2 separate regions of the Sus scrofa genome follow, and region 2 is linked to region 1. A link is a contact called in public Hi-C data. All regions are on one chromosome and are shown on one strand. Each heading gives the region's core, a stretch centred on a gene start, on an enhancer-like site or on the middle of the called end of the contact. The rest is flanking DNA. Distances are from core to core; before and after follow the strand shown. Region 1 has its middle 35 kb from the start of FASTKD2. Region 2 has its middle 60 kb from the start of CREB1.

Region 1 (6,683 bases), core at 2,374-4,873:
TTTAAATTTTCATTTTTTATAGCACTGGGAACTATGTCTGGTCACTTATGATGGAGCATGATAATGTGAGAAAAAAGAATGTATACATGTATGTGTAACTGGGTCACCATGCTGTACAGTAGAAAAAAAATTAATGTATTGGGGAAATAAAAAAATAGATTTTCATTTTTTAAAAATTTGATGGAAGTCTAGTTGATTTACTATTTTGCGTTAATTTCTGCTGTACAACAAAGTGATTCAGTTTTACATATACACATATACAATCTTTTTCAGATTCTTTTCCCATATTTAGGTTATCACAGAATATTGGGGAGACGTTCCCTTTGTTGTACAGCAGGTCTGTAGATGAATCTTGAAGGATGTGTTCAGGGCATCTTCCATATCCGTCATGTAGATACAGGGAGGTGGGGGTGGGGTGGGCAGGGCACCGCAATATTCTGAAAGGAAAGTTGCAGTGGCAACAGTAAGATGTGAATAAAAATGTCCCCTAGGTGGTGCTGCATCATCGTGAAAATGCAAGCAAGACCCGGTATTTTTAGAGGTGACTTCCTTCTGGTTTGAATTTCAAATAAGAGCAGGACAGCTCCCTGAGATGTCTGGGAGAAAATGGCCAGGAAGAAAGAGTCTTTTTAGTAGGAATGAGTATATAATACTCTTGCCAGTGAGGCCCCGCGGGGTGTTGGGTTTGCTGTAGTTGGAAACAGGAAGCAAGGTCGGGCCCACTTTTATTCATTTGCTGTTGGAGCTGGGTCTGATTTTGACAGGTTGAGAACCATTTCTAACTCTGCTGTGGGGGACCCTTTAGCCTGGAATGTCAGTACCTGCCCCTCCAGGGACTAGGTATGGGATTTGAGGGATGGGAGGACAGCTGGGGTATGCAGAAATAAAATTCTAATAATGAGCTTTAACAAGAGGAGCCCTTTACTGTGCTGTGTGCATATCACTGTGCATTTCTCAGCTGCCCTTGTCCTTTCCAACCACGATTTCTGGGCAACCTATTTTTCTTTCGGCATCAGAAGCGATAGCATCTGGGAAGTGAATCTGATGAATTCTGTCTGGCAACCAACATCTTTCAGACTGCCAGATCCTCGGGGAGGAAACGGAGATGCTCAGGAGTTGGTTCAGGGCCAGATATACCTGTCCTTGAGGTCCTGGTGATGGGGGAAGGAGACTGGCCAAATGTGATGCAGAACTTCTGAAACTCCACTTCCTGAGTTCATTTCCATTTTGGCAAGATGGGACTTTGGTTTCCAAGGGAAGGAGTTCACATGTATTAAAATGTCTCAGTTGCTGAAGTTGCTTTGTGTCCCCCACTAAAGCCTTCTGCCATCAATTCCTGTCTCTCAACACATTTTCAAACGTGGTGTCGTTGCAGGGTAACCATAGCAACTAGGCTTATTCAGAAATGACTGAATCTAAGCAATAAAGGGAGAGGTAACCCCATGGTATTTTTTTTTTACTGGCAACTCGCAAGACGCCATTAATTCTAATAATTATTTAGGCTGAGAACTCTTATCTATGCACGAGACACTGTACAGTTTTAAGACATTTGATTCTTAACAACCACCCTTTACGGTAGTCATCCATATCCTTCTAAATAGTTGAGAGGACTGGAGCACAGAGATTTTAAGGACTGGTCCATGGTTGTACAGCTAGTTGGATCTGCTGGACCTTGAAATCAGTGGGCCTTCTCTATGCTATGAATGCACTGCTTTCTGAGGAAAGCTAGCAAGAGGCTTTCAATGTCCATCTTGCAGGTACTGAAAATGAGTCACAGAAACAACATAGAAATTGTTCAAGGCAACAGCAGAGCTGCAAAACCTCAGTTCCCATCCATCCAACACCTTTCGGTTGTATGTGGCTTTAGAGCCCCCAACACGATCTCATCTGATGCTCACAACATGTCTTTGCGATCAGTACGTCTGCTTACAGACACGAGAATTGAGACATTAAGAGGTTAAATGACATTTCCCAAGGTCACATGTATTCTATTGAAGAGAAGAAACCAAATTCATCTCTCACATCATGCTGCCTTCCTCGATTTGGTGCTTTAAAAATATTTCATCCGTCCATTCACCTGTTCATCTATTTCCTAGGAATTTATGAATGTATTAGGCACCATATATTATGTGTGGTTGACAAGGTTTTCAGGATTAAGTTTAATTCATCAGAGATGAATTTTACTCTATATAATGGGACTATCTTTGACTTGAGTATTGTGGAAGTACTCTTTATGAGTATAAACCTTATACATGGGAATTACATATTCAGCTTAAGAAATGCATGCTATATATGCTATAGATATGATATCATAAGTTTATCTCTCTCTATTTTTTATTACTCAAATGAATTTATCACATCTATAGTTGTATAATGATCATCACAGTCCAATTTCACAGGATTTCCATCCCACAACCCAAGCACATCCCCCCACCCCCCAAGTTTATCTCTATAAATTGCCTAAAATGATCATGGGGAAGGATGCTATGCTTAAAATTTTTAGTTAAGTCAAAAGCTGATATGCCTCAACAGCAATACGATCTGTAATCCTAGTGAGAGCCACCTGCCACGTGAGGAGCCCAGAGCGTGGAGTCGGGGGGTGGGGGGGGGAGTAACCCCGTATCCTGGAGGGCACCTCTGCTGGCTTGGACTTATTGTTCACTCTATGAGGCAGAGCCATGACTTAGAGAGTGACACTCAGAAACCACGACTCGGAATTCTTTTGAGAGCTTGGTGTGAGTCCTTTGAACATTGTAGGGACGGGAGGCTTGGAGATGAGATTCTGACTCTTACCTGGAACAGCCCAAAGGCAGGAGGCTGCCTGGAGTTGCATCTGATGGCAGAGCAAAAGCAGAGGGCAGCGGGAGAGGGCTTTAGGCTTCCAGGTTTTGCTGGCGAGGGGAAGGCATGGATGCATAATCTTTCCCGTGGATTAAACAGATGCCGAGGAAGATGGTAGGACTGAGTCATCCTGAAAGGCATTGCCCTGGAGGACTTCTTGCCAGGGTGCCACAAACCCAGCAAAAAGAGGCTGAATGAGGTCTTCGCAGTCAGAAAGCTCATGGCAGGGGCGGGGCAGGGACCCTGTGGTGTCAGAGGGCTACAGCCAATGGAAAAGGGGGTGGTGGTGGTTGAGTATCTCTTAAGAACGGCCCCCCGCCCCCCGACCAAAGTGGAGGAACCAGCATTTGGAAGAACCAGCGTTGGGCATCTAACACAAAAATGTGTCTGCACAGAATACAAAGTCACTGATTCATATTAAGACCTTGCCCTCCTACCCCTTCTCTCTCCTCTCAGTCCTGACCCTTCAGGAGGCAGCACAGTGAGGGCGGAGGAGGAGTGAAAGAAAGAACAAAGTGACAAGCAGCAAGCAAGGGACACCGCTCCCTACTGAGTGGGAAAGGGAACCTTAAGTTGAGTGAGAAATTAGTATTTTGAGAGTCAACCAGTAGATGGACTTTTTAATATCTGAAAGTAAGGCTATTCTACCATCTAAGTGTGGCCAAAAATGCTGGAGGTCTCCTTGCTGGGGGGTCGGGGGGCGGGGTGGGGAGCAGGGAGCCAGTAGAGCCTGAACAATGCGCAGAGGATGGGAGAAAACGGGGCTCTTTCCAGCCTCACTACTGACCCAACCCATTCAATAGGCTGGTTTCACTTCACAAAAGCCCTCCAAGTGCCTAAGATATTTTCAAAGGAATCACTGACTTTCCTTCCCTTGCTCCTTCACCCCCAGCAGCTAGGCTCATTCCAGATTCATATCCTGTGTGTTTTTTTCCTCTTAACTTCTGGTTAAGGAAGCCATCCTCCCCCTCTTCTGCTTGGTTTCACATTTTTCACTTGAGGGTTTTTACCAAGGAGAGGGAATACTTTTTCCATAAATTGCAGGCAAGAGCTGCCTGCTCCCTCTAGGGTGACTTTGTTGGGTGAGGATAAGGCTTCGGGATAAGGCTGGAATCTGAAGGGAGTAAACATTAAAATTAGAAAAATTTATCTCTTGCAATAAAATATCCCCTACTTCTGCTCATAATGGCACGTAACGTTATGCAGTGCAGGGCCCCAACAAGAGGTTTCTACAGCTATTTATGCTCGCCAGGGAAAGGGATTTTTTTTTCTTTGTTTATTGTTTTATTCACGATTAACCAGCATTGTAATGATAGGGTTATAATGATAACAGTAACAACACGACAAATGAAAATGTTCGAGGTGCAAATTGCATGCAAAATGCTAACTCTAGAACATGAAAAATTTCAGTGGCCAGGAGTCTATTCTGTGTGTGTGGGGTCGGGGGGGGCGCGCGCACGTGCTTCTTGGGGGAAAGGGAAGGAAGAAGGGGAAAAGATTACCCTAAATATGTGACTATGGATGAGGCAGGAATGGCCAGTGCTCCTCCTCTCTCTTCCAAAGGCTCTGCTTTGCATTCAAGGTCAAGAGTGCTTAGCGCTCCCACAAGCCTTCCTCTTCCTTCTAGGCCTCACACAGAATGAGAATTAATCATTGCCAGAGTTACAGTGATCTTTCCTGCTTGTGAAAATCCACATGTAATAGTTTCTGAGAGGCAGTATTTCTCTCTCAACAGTCCCAGAAAATTCTAGCTTCCCCAGGGTTGACCTTGAGTCATCAACAGCCCTGTTTCCCACCTTCTTGACTCTGGAAGAGTGTTTGGCTTTGTAGCTTATGACTTTCCCAAGGTTTCTAAGCCGGTCCAACCAATAGAAAATGTATCCTCTCCACCTGAGGAAGCAAATTCTTTGGAATGTCTTCAGTGAGAGCAGATCTCCAAATTGTCATCCTTCGCATGTGGCTGTGGTTTTCACAAATGGTTAAACGTGCCTCACAGCTAACATTGGTGAATGAGGTGGATAAAATGGAGTTAAACTCTTTTGGGTCAACAGGTAAGCCTAAAGAGATCATTTTCCTCTAAGATGGAAACACTAGCTCTGGAAGCAGTTCCAAAAGAAAAATGCACCAGATATTTTGAACAATGTTGGCATCATGGGAATGCAAATATGGTGAGTCTCCCCGGGAAATTCTTTTAAGCCCAGACCCACATCTATATCTATAACATATCAAGCATAACAACCACTGTGTCTTCACATTTGCCTCAAAGGTTAGCTAAATTAGAGCCTCCAACTTTGAGGTGTATATTGTGCCCATTTCACAGATGAAGAAATCTAGACTTCGACTTACCAGCCATGTGGCTTGAAGCAAGTTATTTAATCTTTCAGATTTGATTCCAGGGTTATCTATGACATATTACATAACTTCATACCAGTCAAACAAAAGGCAAGACAAATGAATGCCATCATTATTTCCCCTCATTTTCTACTAGGATATGAAAGTACCAATACCTTATCATGGAGGATTTTTTCTTTCAAGTTTTGAGAGAATTTCATCATGGATAGAAAAGCTCTCCCCTCACCATTTTTTCCTTATTATTATTATTTTTAACTGTTTGAACTTTGGGAAGCCCCGACTGGGTAGGGGCTGGGGGTGTGTAGAGAGAGGAAAGGCCACTGCCCTGAGACTGAGGTCCGACAGAACATCTCTAAGACGTGCAGCTCTCTGTTCTTCACAAATCATTAGCATAAGCCCAGATTCCCCATTCCAGCTTTTGGTCAAAGGCCCTCCCCATGGTTTCCAATCACCGTTTAAGGTCCTAGAAGAACAGGCTGTCACCCAAGACTAAGAATACACAGGGCTTCGTCCATCAAGCTCAATATTAAATGGCACCCCAAACAAAAAAGTTGTTCACAGTTGAAATGTTGGCGTATGGGACTTAATGAGCTCCAGATGCCTGACCTCTGGGAAGAAAGGATTTGGGGGCCTGTAGCTGTGGAAGAGTCTAAGGGCATCAGCATCTGGTGTGAGTTACCCCAGTGAAGGGAGTTGACCACATTTTTGTATTATTGCCAAGCCCGGGAAGGTAGACGTACTGAGATCTGTGCCCTCACCTTCTGACATCATGCTGACGGCTTTCCAAATGTGTCCTCATGCCTCGGGACCGTGTGGACCCCAGCGGACCCTGACTTCCTTCCCGCAGTTCCCCCAGGCTTCTTGCACCCTTGAGGCCATTGGGTTTAGGTCTGCCCTGTTGAAAGCAAGCTCTCCTGCTGGACACGTCAGAGACTTGGACGCACCGCTCATGCTTATTCTGGTTGACTCTGCAATTCCTAAAGGAGCTTGCCTAAAACCCAGACGTGACAGCGTTGTTTCTCTCCCTCATTCAGAAAGTTCAGGGCTCCTCATGGCTTCAGGCACGCACTGCATGCTGTCAAGCTGGGCCAGCACCTGCTTTTTGAACTTCCTTGGTTTCTGTTCCCCCTCCTCAGCCTCCTGTACTCTGGCTCTATTCTGATCTCGTCCCCCAGCCTTTCACCTGCTCTCGCTTCGGCAGCATTCCCACCACCCCTTCCCCACCGGGAAATCTCCTGATCAACGTGCTTTGAACAACATGTGCCCTGGGATGTCTCTGCTCACTCGTTGCCTCCCCGTTCGTGATTCATCTTTGCCATTTCTGTGTTCCCATAGCCCTGAGATGCAGTTGGGGCCAAAAAGGAGGGGTGTATAATCGCCCCCTTCCAGTACATCAGAGAGCTTTTCACAAATGAGACTATATCTGCTTATTCCTTTTATTTTCCAGAGTAGGGTATATTTGGTTCAGTCAATGTTTATTGAGTGAGTAA
Region 2 (6,683 bases), core at 2,068-4,567, 590 kb after region 1:
GCAGAGGTGTACCTCTGTAGGCGAGGAATTTTGCCTTTTGTACCCATCCTATCAATCATTTGCTAGACCCTGAGTAGAGAAGACAGTGACCTCCTGCCAAAGACCCCTGATGGCCAAGGGCAACTCTTTGAAGAAAGGGATGACGTGCCAACCTGGTAGTGGGATCTAGGCTGGAAGCTGTCTACTAGAGTAGCCACTTGAGCACTGCATCTGTCATCTTTAAATTAGCAGTTCGTGTTGGCAATCAGACCAGCCCATTACTTTCACACTACCCTCATGATTTGCATGGCCCACATCTAAAAAAAAAAAAAAAAAAAAAAATCACTGGGTTTTCCTGCAAAAAACTGCATCTCAATGCTAAAGATGCGGATTGCTTTCAGTAATAATTCAGATCTCTTGTGTTAGCAGCAGTAGTAAAACAAAACGATTATACTGAGTGCTAGGCAGTAGCAATAGGCTCAGGTTGGCCCTCAGAAAAAAATTCCTTCAGATCCCAGGAAACTGGGGAGTAAGAGAGAAACAGAAGAAAGTTCGGGAGGGGGACAGAAAGTGTCTTCTCTCAAGCCATAAATCATAGAAATTGAATTAGATCATCTCAAATTGAGGGACAAAAAGCCAGTTATAGATCCATTTCACGACACTGGATGACATGGATTCCATTTGTGACTCACTGAGTAGCATTACTTATTCTGAGTGCTCCTCTGACAATGCAGGCACTTAACATGAAGACATGTGTACCGTTCCAGGAGGATAGAGGAAAGAGCAAAATCTGACGGTTTGCCTAGAAAGCAAACTCCGAGCCTCAAGCATTTCTGAAACCCACTCTCAGTGTCTCTGTTAAATTCTGCTTTTTGCATAGCTCAAAATTTATAAAAATCCTATCCTCTTTCCAGTCACAGTCAACACAATCAAACCATTTGAATCTCAGCCTGAGGGCAACAGATCACTAGAAGGCTAATCCTGTAGTAACTGGATGAGCCAGGGCTCAGGCCCAGGGGAGGGGGCAGGGGGGCAGAGCTGCAGAAGGAGGCTGGGACCTGAGACCTATGGCCTCCTGGTGAGGACCGTGCCACCTGGGAAAGTGAGCTGGGCTAATAAACACTGCAGCCACTCTCTTCCCCCACCTCCTCATCACCTGGCAGAGCCACCCTTGTCCGGATCCATCCAGAAGCTGTCCACACCGGGCACAGAGCCAGCTGGGGAAGGGTGGAGAGCAGATGTGGGGCAGCATGGTAGCCCGCCATCCTAGGCATGGAGTTAATATCTTTTACAAACAGGTTAGCAGTTATAGATTAAAAAAAAAATTCATTATTTTAATTTATTCCTTATGGGAAGTATTTTGTGTATTATTGATAGTAACGGCTGCCATATCAGGCACTGTACTAGAGGCTTTACTGTTAGTTATTTTGTTATTTAATCTTCAAGATAACTGGGTGGTGCATATGATTGGCTTTGCTTTGTAGATGATCAACTTGAGGCTTAGAGGGCTGAAGAACTGACGTTACAGCCCAGAAGGGAAGGAGCGGGATGGGACACAAGAACACTGATGGCATAGCCTCCTCTGTCCTTCTTCCCAGGGATGATGCTGAGGTTGTTCAGAACATTTAGAAGCCCTCCTCGGACAGCATCCCACGGCATGCAAATTTCCCCAGGCCAGCCGTCGAACCCAAGCCACAGCAGTGATGATGCCAAATCCTTAAACACTAACCCACCAGGGAACTCCCTGCATTGCTGGTTTTCTTTTTCTTTTTTTTGGGGGGGGCTGCACCTATGGCATATGGAAGTCCCCAGGCTAGGAATTGGAGGCTCCCCCCCCCCCCCCCGCCTACACCACAGCCACAGCAACCCGGGATCCGAGCTGCATCTGCAACCTACACCACACCTTGTGGCAATGCTGGATCCTTAACCTGCTGAGTGAGGCCAGGGATCAAACCCTCATTCTCACAGACACAATACCAGGTTCTTAACCCGCTGAGCCACAACAGGAACTGCCTTGCTTTTATTTTATTTTTTATTGTAGTTGATTTACAATGTTCTGTCAATCCCCTGCATTGCTTTTAAAGTGCTCTTAGAAGCCTCTCCCCCATCCCCCAAATCAGTCACATGACTTTATAGTCACACATTTGTAACAACAGCCAAAGAAGATGGCGATGATTCACCCTCATCACGTTCACCAGATGTAAGGCCAGATGACACTTGATGATTTCTGAAAGTCAAATGTGATTTACCCTCAAAGGGCTGAGGATATTAAAAATAAGCTCTGAATGATAACTCCGAAAGAGAGGTCTCCAAAACAACATCGGTACGGCCAGACATCGCCATTGAGAATGTGGTGCCTTCAAAATCCACAGCGGTTTTCCCACGGAATAATCCCAGGCCTCCTAAGGAGGCCCACTGCTTATTTATAGTAGCTGGAAAATTGGAAACAATTTAAATCTTTAAAAATAAACATGCTTGGGTATTACCTGTCTCCACCCCACCCTACCCCTGCCTCAGACGGAAACCAACCCAGGGACAGGAACCGACTGCCCTGCCCACCCACTCTCCCCTGCTCCGCACGCCGAGCCTGGCACGTGGAGGATCCTCAGACATCTGTTGAATGTATGATGGAAGGAAGGGAGGAAGGAAAGAAGGAAGGTAGCAGGGAAGGGGGAGGGAGGGAAGAGAGGAGGAAGGGAGGGAGGGAGAGATGGAATTCCTCTTCCCTCCTAGAGCAAAACCTTTGTGTAAATATCCCATGTCCTTTGGTGTCCTTCTGCAAGGAGAACTGCTAATAATGATGAATACAAAGTGTCTTATTTCCTCGCTTATGAGGCCAGCAAATCATCTACAGAACTACCTATGGGAACGTAAGAAAACAAATAACCCCTGCCCCTCTCATCCTCTCCGCCACACTCCCACACCAGCTTCCCTCTCTCCCTCCCACCCTCAACTGTCAAAACAATCACCAGTTCCGTTTGGCAGTCATCAAGCATCCTTTTCTTGCAAGGCCGTCCAAAAAATAATGAGTATTATTACATGTCCTCCACGGCCGTGTAATCGGCTAATGCTAAAAGTGCTAAGAGAGATGGCGTTTTGCTGGTTCACATCTAAAATTTAGACAATCAACCATGAATGCCCCAGGCTGATCACATGCTGGGAGAAGCAATAATAATACGTCTGGCCAGATTTCCCTGCCAACTGGAAGGCCCAGGTTGGGGAGCAGATGTGCTGTGGAGGTGATACATTTGGTTTTCAGTGGGGAGGGTGTGTGGGTCTCATCTGTCTTCCGCACCCCTACTGGTCAGCTCAGAGCTCAGCACTAAGCCAGCTGCTTAAGGCCCTGCTCTCTGCCGTGTGCATCCTCCAGGCACGAAGAGACACGTGCCCTGAGGAGGGGAGTGCTCCGTGCCCTAGTGGCACCACCAGGCTTTGCTCACAGGCTCCTCTTTCTGATGTGGAGTAAACCCTCCCTTTCCCCACAGCCAGAATTCAGTGGCACTCGCTTAGGGGAATGTGGCAGTGTGTCCCCGCCAGGCCAGGGAGGTCCACTCCCCGCTCATACAATCAGCCTGCAGATCCGCAGCCGGCTGGAGGCCACAGATGACCAACTGCAGAATCAATAGGCCTCTGTCGCTGCCACATGAGGGAGACCCCAGCTTATCAGCAGCATCATGATAAGTACCTATTTGCCTGACATCTCCTCAATCAATAACTTTGTTATTGTTTGCATTATCTGACTATAAGTTTGGTCAATATACCCAGCTAATGGGTAACATGAGCTGGGATTGCATTTCAGTTTTTTTCAAGTTTAACTCTCTCTGCACCAGCCAGGGGTCACTGAGTGAACCTTGCCAGCTCTACTTCGCTTGTGCTGAGTTTCATTAACCTTCCAAGACATAGGCTGTCTTGAGACAAGGAAATTAATGTTGCCCAGGTCTAAACCAAATTGAATAAACCCTGCCTCTCTTTGCTATTACTTTTATTAGGTTTTCACAAGGATGGGCAGATGGGGGTGTGTGTGTGTGTCCATCCTTTCCTTAATGCGCTGGAGAGAAGAAAATCAACTTGCTAGTGTGTGGATCAAGATATACAATGCAAACCAGCTGGGTGGGAAATGTGCATGGGCCTAAACAGGTTTGAACCCCTCGACATGATTAGCCTAAGATAGATATGGTAACACCATAAAATAAATAGAATAAAAAATAAACATCCTCGAATCCTGTCACAGCTCAGCTCTGCGCGCTGCGTCAGAAGGGCCATGGCCATTGTGTGGTGAGAATTACCAGCAGATGGCCTGGCGCGTCGAGACGGCTCCAGCTGGCCCCTCGCCCTTCTCAGGACTGCACAGGGCTCTCCTGCAAGATCAGGCCCAAAAGGTTATGGCTTAAAAAAAAAAAAAAAAAGCAAAAGAAAGAAAAACCTTGTAGTAGCAACAGTGTGCAATGCACAGAATGCTTTGATTTTCTTGTCACATTAAAAATAATTTACCGGTTTCTCCAGTCCAGATTTAGTGGCAACCCCAAGTAGAGAGGGAATAAACAAATTACTCACTTACCAGAATGAGCCTGGTAGTATTCACGGCCTACTCCATCATTCTGCCTTTAGGTGCTTTTTCCTTCTTTCTTTCTTTTGATTGGTTATAATAAGCTATTCATATATAACTGCATTGGTAATGAGGTATAAATAGCTAGATCACGGGACGGTTTGTCTTTTAATACTTAACGTTAAAAGTGAGCTACAGGATTTTCCAATAGCAAACTGCTGCCTTCTAGGTCACCAACTCATGGAACCCCAGAACCAGCCGTAAGCTGGTCCGGTGTGGCCCCCGATTTTACAGCTGAGCGGCACCCAAGTCAAACATCTTGTCACCTCAGCCCCAGATCTCAACTCCCTGCCTTCAGCTCCCCTGCTCTGAGGGCCCCTCATACACACGGTGGCTGGGCTGTCCTTAGGTCTGATTAATTTCTTTGTCACTCATTAATTAGGATGTGGGGATGGGGGGGGGTTGCCACTTAGAGTGAGGCAAACCCTGGACCTCTATCACAAACTCGGAGGGTTTTCAGGGCTTTGTAATTCGTAGGGGAGAGGAAAATAGGAGGAAACTAAGAAGGGGCTGGAGAGGAAGGGATCAGATAAAAACAGGGGCCAGGGGAGTGGTCTGTGACCATCTACTCAGACACAGGAGAGGTGAATCCGTGCTTCCCCCTAACGCTCTCCCCCCTCCTCCTCTGACTATTAACTTAACCTAAAGTCCTAACAAGAATTGATCAGCTAACAAATAGATCCAAAGGGGCTAACGGGGTTGATGTGATGTATCATGGGAAATAATGAGTCATGGAAAATTATGAATGAAAAGCAAGTGTGATCAATATATGACAATAGGTATGAGAGGGAGGTGACGATTCCTAGGCACTGACTCCTTTGTTTCGCATCCTGACTGATGGAGTTTGGGACAGTTTATCGGAAACCCAGCACCTTGGTGTGTTGAGTATTTTAAGCCGATGGAGTTTGGGGAGACAGCAGGTACAGGAAGGGCTCTCTGGCCTCCTTCCCCTACGCTTCCCGCATAAAGCAGGCCAGAGCCTCCTATGAGAAGCGCCACCTTGTACACGGAGGAAAGGAGCATCCTTATCTCTCAAGGGGGAAGGAACAGAGAAGAATCCCAACCAACGGGCCTTCCTAAGTCCCCGGTTACTACATTTAGCTCATACTCCCCATCCTGTCTTACCTTCCACAACTCTCCATGTCATCCACCCTGGCAGAAACTCTCAGTTTTAACTCTTGCAGTTCCTCATTTGCTATGGAGGCTCCTGAGTCACATAAAACTTATATTAAATAAATGCATATGCTTTTCTCCTGTTCATCTGCCTTTGCACTGGCGTAATTTTTGGACCCAGCCGGGGACCCCTCGAGGGTGCATGCAACCTCTTCTCCTCTACGTGGCATCATCAGCAGACCATGTGATCTGGCCTAGGCTGAACCCTGTGACCCACACGGGCAGCCGGCCTGCTTAGTTAGTCTTCCGCCTTCTCTTTTGCCTTCTGGCTAAAACCAAATGCTAGGATTTCATGTGTGTGTCCTGTGTTTCTTCTCTTAGTCATGTGATCCTCTCTTTAAATTTGGGGGGGCGTGGAGAGTGGAGGCTGCCGAAAGATGTTGTGAGCATGAAGAGTGATCACGTGGCCCGTGAACCTCAGAGGGTGTTCACTGAGAAAGGAGAGGCCCAGCTGGTGTGCAGGCCTTCCTGCCTGTGCCCTGCTGAGCTGGTGATATACTCTGTACCCTAGCCCTGCTAATGATCTGCCCAAGATGCTCTGTGTGGATGAGCTCACCTCTATGGCAAACTCTACTAGGTGGAATCCCAAATTCTAACCAGGTCTCTTCATTCATGAAAGGATGGTTTTAGTTAATGATTTACCCTTTCAAACACGGAGTCCCCGTACAGGATAGACTCCATGCTTCTCAAGTGCCTGTTAGCCAGTAACAGAATTCTGTAGAAATAATTTCTTTTTTTAAAAAGTCTGTCATTGGCATTATAATCTAAAACACAGCAATTCAGCCTCTCTGGCCATCTTCACGTGCGTTTTTTGCACACAGAATTAAATTGGAAGGTCAGAGCCATCAGCAGTCTCTCCAAGCATTTTCTTGCTTGGTAGGCAGGCAGGGAAGTGCCTCATTCTGGTGTCTGTCCGTTAGGCCAA

The links. A called contact is a pair of places that touch in the nucleus more often than the background predicts.
Region 2: a contact with region 1 is called in a Hi-C map of omental adipose tissue, with 2.2 times the contacts expected there. The contact joins two enhancer-like sites. A contact is called at or near these places in 23 of 47 Hi-C or Micro-C datasets (adipocytes, alveolar macrophages, blood and 16 more) and 2 of 2 datasets of contacts at active chromatin or transcription factors (alveolar macrophages and skeletal muscle).

Annotation. Positions count from the first base shown.
Region 1 is chr15:110,052,843-110,059,525 of Sscrofa11.1, forward strand. No RefSeq gene overlaps it. Among named protein-coding and RNA genes, the nearest start is that of FASTKD2, 35 kb to the left of the region's middle. Within about 2 kb of position 3,624, at least 6 of the 83 cell types and tissues checked have an H3K27ac peak or open chromatin away from gene starts, as enhancers often do. A contact at or near this core is called in omental adipose tissue, where this site is marked.
Region 2 is chr15:110,642,159-110,648,841 of Sscrofa11.1, forward strand. No RefSeq gene overlaps it. Among named protein-coding and RNA genes, the nearest start is that of CREB1, 60 kb to the right of the region's middle. Within about 2 kb of position 3,318, at least 11 of the 83 cell types and tissues checked have an H3K27ac peak or open chromatin away from gene starts, as enhancers often do. A contact at or near this core is called in omental adipose tissue, where this site is marked.